Regions from separate parts of the Rattus norvegicus genome. Here region 2 is linked to region 1. A link is a contact called in public Hi-C data. All regions are on one chromosome and are shown on one strand. Each heading gives the region's core, a stretch centred on a gene start, on an enhancer-like site or on the middle of the called end of the contact. The rest is flanking DNA. Distances are from core to core; before and after follow the strand shown.

What was found. Hi-C and Micro-C count contacts between places; a contact is called where the count stands out from the background.
Region 2: a contact with region 1 is called in a Hi-C map of Schwann cells, with 6 times the contacts expected there. The contact joins two enhancer-like sites. A contact is called at or near these places in 4 of 12 Hi-C or Micro-C datasets (Schwann cells, frontal cortex, mammary epithelial cells and 1 more).

What each region holds. Positions count from the first base shown.
Region 1 is chr7:133,058,783-133,062,885 of GRCr8, reverse strand. All of the region lies in intron 1 of Dip2b (disco-interacting protein 2 homolog B), which reads right to left. Among named protein-coding and RNA genes, the nearest start is that of Dip2b, 7.4 kb to the right of the region's middle. Within about 2 kb of position 2,270, at least 15 of the 93 cell types and tissues checked have an H3K27ac peak or open chromatin away from gene starts, as enhancers often do. A contact at or near this core is called in Schwann cells, where this site is marked.
Region 2 is chr7:133,451,991-133,456,093 of GRCr8, reverse strand. No RefSeq gene overlaps it. Among named protein-coding and RNA genes, the nearest start is that of Letmd1, 9.1 kb to the left of the region's middle. Within about 2 kb of position 2,148, at least 4 of the 93 cell types and tissues checked have an H3K27ac peak or open chromatin away from gene starts, as enhancers often do. A contact at or near this core is called in Schwann cells, where this site is marked.

The sequences.
Region 1 (4,103 bases), core at 1,021-3,520:
CCTGACCAGCCAGGTGTGGTGATACACGCCTTTAACCCCAGCACTGGGGAGGCAAAGGCAGTCAGATCTCTGAGTTTGAGGCCAGCCTGGTCAACAAAGTAAGTTTCAGGACAGCCAGGGCTACACAGCCAGAACCTATCTCAAAAACAATAAATAAGTAGAAATATGTAAAAATAGGAGCTGTAGAGATAGCTCAGTGGTTACAAGCACTGGCTCCTCTTCAAGAAGACCTGGGTTCAATTCCCAGCACCCACATGGTGGCTTATAACCATCTGTAACTCCAGTCCCACAAAATCTGAACTCTCCGACCTCCATGGGCACTAGGCATGCATGTGATGCACACAGGCAAAACTAACTCTTCTCGCTCTCTCGCTCTCTCGCGCTCTCGCTCTCTCGCTGTGTGTGTGTGTGTGTGTGTGTGTGTGTATGTCTGTATATATGTATACATAGGATACATATATATTTTTTTTTAAAAATGTTCCCTTCCTGCCGGAGGAAGTGGAAGATCTTGTGCTGCGCGACACCAGTAGCTTGGGCTGCACATCACACCCTATGCCACTTGCAAGCACTCCTTGCTAGCTCAGCTCTACCATCACCATGAGGGCAGCGGCTTAGCTGTCGGGCAGGTTTCTAAGTGCAGGCGGAGCTCAGGACCTGCTCCATGCTAAGCATTCTAAAGCGATTACACCAGTGTGGAAATCTAGAGACTGAGGATGAGGAAACTGCTCATAGGACACTAAGTGAAGAAGTAAGACAGAGGGAAGCCAGAAAAGGCATCAGGAGACAGCAGAGTCAACCAAGGCCTGCAAACAAAAAAGCAGAATGTATGCAGAGTCCTCCAGCATGGCTGGCAAGGAGAGAACAAGGAGCAGGAAGTGGGGTTAAGAGAACCGCCTGAGTACATGTGGATGCTTAGAGTTTACCCTGCACGTGGGAGAAGCCAATAGAAGTGTTTTAAGAAAGAAAAGATCATATTTGATTCTGTTTCAAAATAATCACAAGAGAACAGAGCAGGATGGCTGAGGCAGAGAAAGGACTAGGAGTGGGATGCACCAAGGAAGGATGAGGACAGACAGAACAAGCACAGAACGCAGGGGTCCTCTGGGTAAGCTGCTGTGGGGAGAAAGGTGGTGTCCTGCTCACCCCCCACTTCTGCTGGAATGTAATTCCCAGTGTGGTCATGGCTGGAGGCTTTAATAGGTGATTAGATCATGAGAATGGAGCACTCATGGACGGGAGTAATGCCAGTTCTTACAGAAAGGCTTCAGAAAGGCCTGTTCCCTCCTATTTGAGGATGAGGAAGAAGGCACCATCTCTGGGGATCAGCACAAGCCCTCACCAGAATGGATGCACTGGCTTGATCATGTCTTACTGACTTCTGAACTATGAACAACGGGTGTTTCTTAAATACCTATATTTGTGGTGTTCTGCTATAGTCGGGAACAATCTTGAGGGTGTGTTAGTGCTCTCATGGCTATGACAAGATACATACCAGGGAGAAGCAACTTAAGATTATCTGGCTTTAGAGAACAGACCATCCCATCAAGGAAGGTATGTGTCAGCAGAGGACCTCCTGTTCACACCTCAGCAGACCAGGCAGCACATAAGGAGACAGTGAACTTGGGTCTGTGTGTTTTCTCTTTCCTTTACCTTTAGCCAGTCCAGGACGCAGTGAGATGTGCTGCCCATGCTGAGATGGGATCTTTCTACTTCTCAGCTCATCTCTCCGGAAAAGCCTTTGAAGATATACCCAAAGTTCCATCTCATTAGTACACTCAGGTTTCTTGGCCCAGTCACATTGACAATGGAAAGTAGCCATCAGACAGTGGGCATCCTGAGATGACTCTCTTTGGAGAGAGGAGGCAGATGGATGAACCAGGGAGGAGGGAGTGCTGGTTTTGCTAAATAATCAGTGTCTACAAGGACAGCAATGGCACTCACAGCAGAGGGTGCAGTGCTAGAGATTAAGACCTGGGAGTCAACTGAAGGCTGCTGAGAGCTGAAGCCCTGGGCACGCATGAAATTGCTCTAAGAAAGATGCCAATAAGGAATAAGGGTGTTACTGAAGTCACCTGCATCAGAAGAGTGTGGAGCAAGACGCCAAAAGGGAGTAGGAGAACAACCTGGGTACCACAAAGTTTCTTCTTCTCAAAAAGCATTAAAAAATTAAAAACAACAATGGACCAATTGCAGTGCAACAACCCAGAGGTGCTGCAGTCTGCGCCTGGAAACAATGTTTCATTCAGTAGTCTGCTGAGCTAGACCCAGCCGACTGAGCCATGAGCCATGAGCAAGGCAAATGGTCGGAGGCAGTCTGCTTCTCCTACCTACTGTGTACAGCCAGGCCACTCACACGAAATTCTGGGAAGGGTTTGTGTATTTCTCCCATCTTCTCCAGGGGAAGAACTGGAACAAATGTAAATGCTGAAGAGTCAAGATGTATGAGGAGCTAAGAGGAAAAAGGCAGGGGGTGGGGGGGGGACCAGAGACAGATACTAGCAGGTCCAGAATACCACAGAGAAGGGATAGCTGATGGGGTTGAGGGCACCAGCCGGGTATGCACTTTAGAACAGGGAGGGAGTGGTTTAGTCTCTGGGAAAGAAGGGTGGGAACCGCAAAAAGGCTCAGGGCTTAAGAGCACCAGAGCTCTTGCACAGGAACTGTGTCCAATTCCCAGTTTTGGAGGATCCAAGTCCCTCTTCTGGACTCCATGATACACACTCATGGATAGAGGCATTACATAAAAATATAAACAAGTCAGCATCCAGGAGGCAGAAGCAAGCAGATCTCTGAGTTTGAGGCCAGCCCGGCCTACATCCTAAGTTCTAGGACAACCAGAACTACATCCTGAGACCCTGTCCTAAGAAAGAAAGAAAGAAAGAAAGAAAGAAAGAAAGAAAGAAAGAAAGAAAGAAAGAAAGAAAGAAAGAAAGAAAGAGAGAGAGGGAGGGGGAGAGGGAGGGAGGGAGAGAGAGAGAGAGAGAGAGAGAGAGAAGGAAGGGAGGGAGGGAAGAAAAAGAAAATCATGCTCACAAAGTGCATCCACACCACACAGCACATCACACCTTAAACCCATGAAAGAGTCTCAACAATCAACAACAAATGGGTTACCATGTGCTCAGAAACATGAGCAATGAGTTAACATGTGCTAAATGTTCCCTACGTGCTATTACATCAAGTCTAGTAAGAAATTTCGTCTTTTTTGTATGGATAGAACCAGGGTTTAGGCAGTTCATCCAAGGTCACACGGCTAGCTAAGGGATATGGCCAGGATGTGGACCAAGGCCTACCAGATAACAACACATGTTTCTCAAATAATTATACAGCCCCATCTCAGGCCAAGATCAAATCACCAAGATAGAGACCTGATTTTCCCATTCAAATCATACTGAACCAAGCAGAAACTCATTGTCCTCCTAAAACCATATTGAACAAACAAGGGAGAGGCTGAAGAGACAGCTCAGGGCTTCCCACTTACTGCCATGTAAAAGACCACTCTCCGTTCCCAGCACCCAACACACACACACACACACACACACACACACACACACACACACACACACTTAAACAAAAGTAAGCCAGGCATAGTGGTGCACGCCTTTAATCCCAGTACTCAGGAGCCAGGAGCTGGCAGATCTTTGAGTTAACTGCCAGCTTGGTGTACACAGCAAATTCCAGGCTAACCAGAGTATGTGTGAGACCCTGTCTCAAAAAATAAAATAAAGGACTAGAGAGATGGCTCAGGCAGTTAAGAGCATTGATTGCTCTTCCAGAGGTCCTGAGTTCAATTCCCAGCAACCACATGGTGGCTCACAACCATCTGTAATGGGATCCAATGCCCTCTACTGGTGTGTCTGAAGACAGCTACAGTGTACTCACATATATGAATAAATAAATAAATCAAAAAAATAAAATAAATAAATAAAACAAAATAAAGACAAGAAAATAAGATAATATAAATAAAAACGAGGGGCTGGAGAGATGGCTCAGCAAGTAAAAAGCACTGGCCCTACTTTGAGGCACTGTTTCTCTGTGCAGCCCTGCCTTCCTAAAACCCATTCTAGAGACCAGACTGGCCTTAAACTCAGAACTCAGATATCCTC
Region 2 (4,103 bases), core at 899-3,398, 390 kb before region 1:
CTCACTGTCAGCTTCTACCTGGTGGCTGTTTCAGGGGACTGAAGTACTCAGCAGCAGCAAGCTTCCATTTCCCCTTCTGTCCAGCCCAGTACAGTCTACGGAGAGCAAAAGCTACAGCGCTTGTCATATGTTGGACTTAGAACCCTCTTTGCTTTGGAGAAGCGCATCACTGAGACTTCGGAAAAGACCAGATGTCTGTGCTTCACTGTAACTCTGCACTGATTCTCAGCACCCTGACCATTTATGTCTCTGCAGTCACCACAGTGCACTTCAGAAAGCCTTATGCTCACAGGCATGAACCTAAACCTTTGAAAGGCGATTTGATGGGGAAACCACTTACACTCAGCAAAAACAGCAGCTGCAGCTTCTCCTCTGGGATTTTGGCCATGTTTACTGTACCAGCCATGAATGCCCTTCCGTGGAGCAAACTTAAGAACAGTCATAAAGTGATTGGTTGCTTACCCCTAAAACAGTCATTATTGCTCTTGCTTGGCCAGTCAGTAATGTAGTATGCAGGGCCAACAGCTGAGTGACAGCCGCGTGGATGAGAGTTCTCCCCAGCTGCCCGCTTAGCCCCGCCCAGCTCTGTGAGGGCTACCCAGGCACAGAGATGGCAGGATATTCGATCACATCGTGAACTCCCAGACTGTGAACTGTAAGAATCTTTTTCTAATGGTGACTCAGCCTTTGGTCCTAGAGCTTTCCAATTACTGTAAACAGGTACTTGTGGTGTGGTTCAGCCAGAGCACACAGTCTTAATCCAAGAGCTAAATGAAGTCAACCATAGGTGGAGCAAACAACCGCGAGCGAGGAGTGGGTATGAGAAAACAGAAAGAAGGGTCATCGAGTTGAACGGTTTAAGAATACATGCAGAAGGAAGAAGGAGCCTTTTCCTTCTGGGACGATGGTGGCTAGGAAGGTCAGCCAAATGCTTGCTCTCTCTCTCTCTCTCTCTCTCTCTCTCTCTCTCTCTCTCTCTCTCTGAACTATCAGGTTTCCACCACAGCGTCTAGCTCCCGAGTCTTCATTTGGAAAAATCGAACATTTGAGATTTAGCTTTTGAAAACAACACAGGGGAAGTCTGCAGCCCAGTTCCGGCTTGAATGCACCGTGCCCTGCAACCCATAGCGGCTATAACCTGTACTGTCAGGGGCCAGGAGTTCTCCTTACAAAGCTGGGATGTGGGTGGGTGTTGGCTCCTTTGGTATCTCTTAGGTGCTTGCCCACTTGATCAAAGTTCCGAGCTGTCATGAGGTTTGCTAGAACTGGTGAGAAACAGCTCTCATCCTTACAGTCTAGCAGGTCAGTAGGCAGCGGGCTCGAGAAGCCAATAGGAACTTTCCGCTGACGTGGAAAGTTTATTCTCTGTTTATTCCCTCTGCCAGCGTCTTCGCTGTCTCCACCTTCACCCAAACATCTTTATGAAAAACCAGGGAGCAAATGATGAATAAACCGGGGTGACAGGTAATCATGAATGTTGGGGCAAACCAAAGAATGGGACAGAAAGCGGCAACACTCGAGCCCAGAGGAAATAGATCTGTGGCCTCAACAACCCCCACCCCCATCACCAATCCAGTCAGCTGTCAGTTGGGCAAAGGCAGCCTGGACCCATCCCCAGCTTTTGGTGGTTTGCCTCACAGGGACCTGCTGGCAGCTTCCTAATTACTTGGGCCTCTGTCATCCTCCTTGTGGAGGCCTCTTCCTGTCCACCTGACAGGTTGTGACATCTGAGCTAGAGGAGGGCTGGGAGGAGTCAAAAAGAAAAAACAAAAACAAACAAACAAAAACAAACAAACAAAAACAAACAAACAAAAAAACCCAGAAACTGATGAAGACAGCCAGGTATTTTTTTCTGGCCAAAACCTGTTTCTTCTGGATTGCTTATGAAATGATCCACTCGAGACGGTTACTGGCAACCATGCTGATTAAGCCAATTACAAGTTTTGAGTCGTTTTTATTGATGCCCAGACCAAGAGCAGGCTCCTGTCTCTGAAAAGTCCCTTTGTGCTCAAGCTCATGGGTACAGACAGCGTTTTAAAAGGCAAACCACAATTACGTTAGCGCTCGAGAGGGTTACATTAGTGAGGGGTTTACTGTGGCCAGTGAAAGCTGCTTTCTTTGCAAGGCTCAGCAGTATCTTCCAGACACTACATAATTTGTTTGGACCACGGTCAGTGTCAGAAACAGCGACAGAACCGTTGCCAAGGCCGCTGGGTGGTGTGGGGGGCAGGGGTGAGAAGTGCCTTACTTGAGTGTCTCACCCGAGGCTAAGAGGTGTCGAGGCAGACTCCATGTTGGGACGGAACTGGGGCTACCTGAATGGTTACAGTTTTCTCCTTTGGTTAATTCTTTGTTGGTTTTGTTAGAATTTTGGTATTTTGGGTTAGAATTTGTAGGTTTATCACTCTGTAGCTACATAAGCCTGGAACACACAGTGAAATCCAGGTTGGCTCGAAACAAGTGGTAATCCTTTTACCTCAGGCTCCAGGTACTGGAATTACAGGTGTGAGCCATCATGGCCTCTCCTCCTCCTCCCCCTCCTCCTCCCCCTTCCCCTCTTCTTCCCCCTCTTCCTCTTCCTCTTCCTCCCCCTTGTCCTCCTCCCCCTCCCTCTTCCTCCCCCTCCCTCCTCCTCCCCCTCCCTCCTCCTCCCCATACCCCTCCTCCCCCCCTCCTCCTCCCCATGCCCCTCCTCCCCCTCCCTCCTCCTCCCTCTCCCTCCCCCTTGTCCTCCTCCCCCTCCCTCCTCCCCCCCATACTCTTCCCCCTCCCCCTCCCCCTCCCTTTCCTCCTCCTCCTTTTTCTCCTCCTCCTCCTTCTTTTTCTTCTCCTTTTTTGACAGTTCCCACTGAGTAGCCCAAGCTGGACTATAACTTGATAAATAGCCTGGAATAGCCTTGAACTCATGATCTTCCTGCCATGTTCTTCTGAGTGTCTGTGTACTTATGTGTGCATACACATGCGCATGTGGGTACGCATGCATTCACACACACACACACACACACACACACACACACACACACACACACACACCCCATAACCAATAATGTTAGAGAGCTGGCTCAGAGGTTAAGAGCACTGGCTGATCTTCCAGAGGACCCAGGTTCAGTTCCCAGCACCCATGTGGCAGCTCACAGTTGTCTGTAACTCCGGTTCCATGGAATCCAATGCCCTCTTTCAGACTCCTCGGACCCTGCATACACACGGCACACAGACATACAAAACATCCACACACACAAAATAATAGGGTAAAGAAAGCCCTGAGAAATATTAAAGATAATGGAAGGCTAGCAAGTTTATTTGGTTGGTAAATTGCTTCTTGAGCAAGTATGGGGAACTAGTTCAGATCTCCAGCACTCAGTAAAAGCCCCAGGGTGGCAATATGAACCTGTGACACCATCAATGTTGGTCTCACAGGCCAGCCATCTTTACATTTTTTTTCTTTTCTTTTTTTTTCCGGAGCTGGGGACCGAACCCAGGGCCTTGCGCTTGCTACGCAAGCGCTCTACCACTGAGCTAAATCCCCAACCCCCAGGCCAGCCATCTTAACCAATGAATGAGTTTCGTGTTCAGTGAGAGACCCTGTCTTAAAATAAATAAATAAAATAAAATGAGACATGGAGTGAACACCAGCATCTGGCCTACTCACACTCATACATACAGATTCACACACACATACACACACACACACACACATGTTCATATATACACATCTATATATACACATATACAAACATCTGCATACACACATTCACACACATACCCATACACACACATTTCTGCACACACACTCATCTGTGCATACACATATGCACAGATCTATGCACACACATATGCACTCTCACACACAAATTCACATACATATCTGTACATGTGAACACTCCCTAACCTACAATGTATGTATATAAATAAATAAATAAATAAATAAATAAATAAATAAGGATGTGGAGCCTAAGTATGTACATCCGGCACTAGGGAGGCAGAGGCAGGAGGTTCAGGAGTTCAAGGACAGCCTCAGCTACATAGCAAGTTCAAGACTAGACATAGCTTCAAGGGATCTCGTCTCCAGAAGAAAAGGAGGGGGAGGAGGAAGAGGAAGAGGA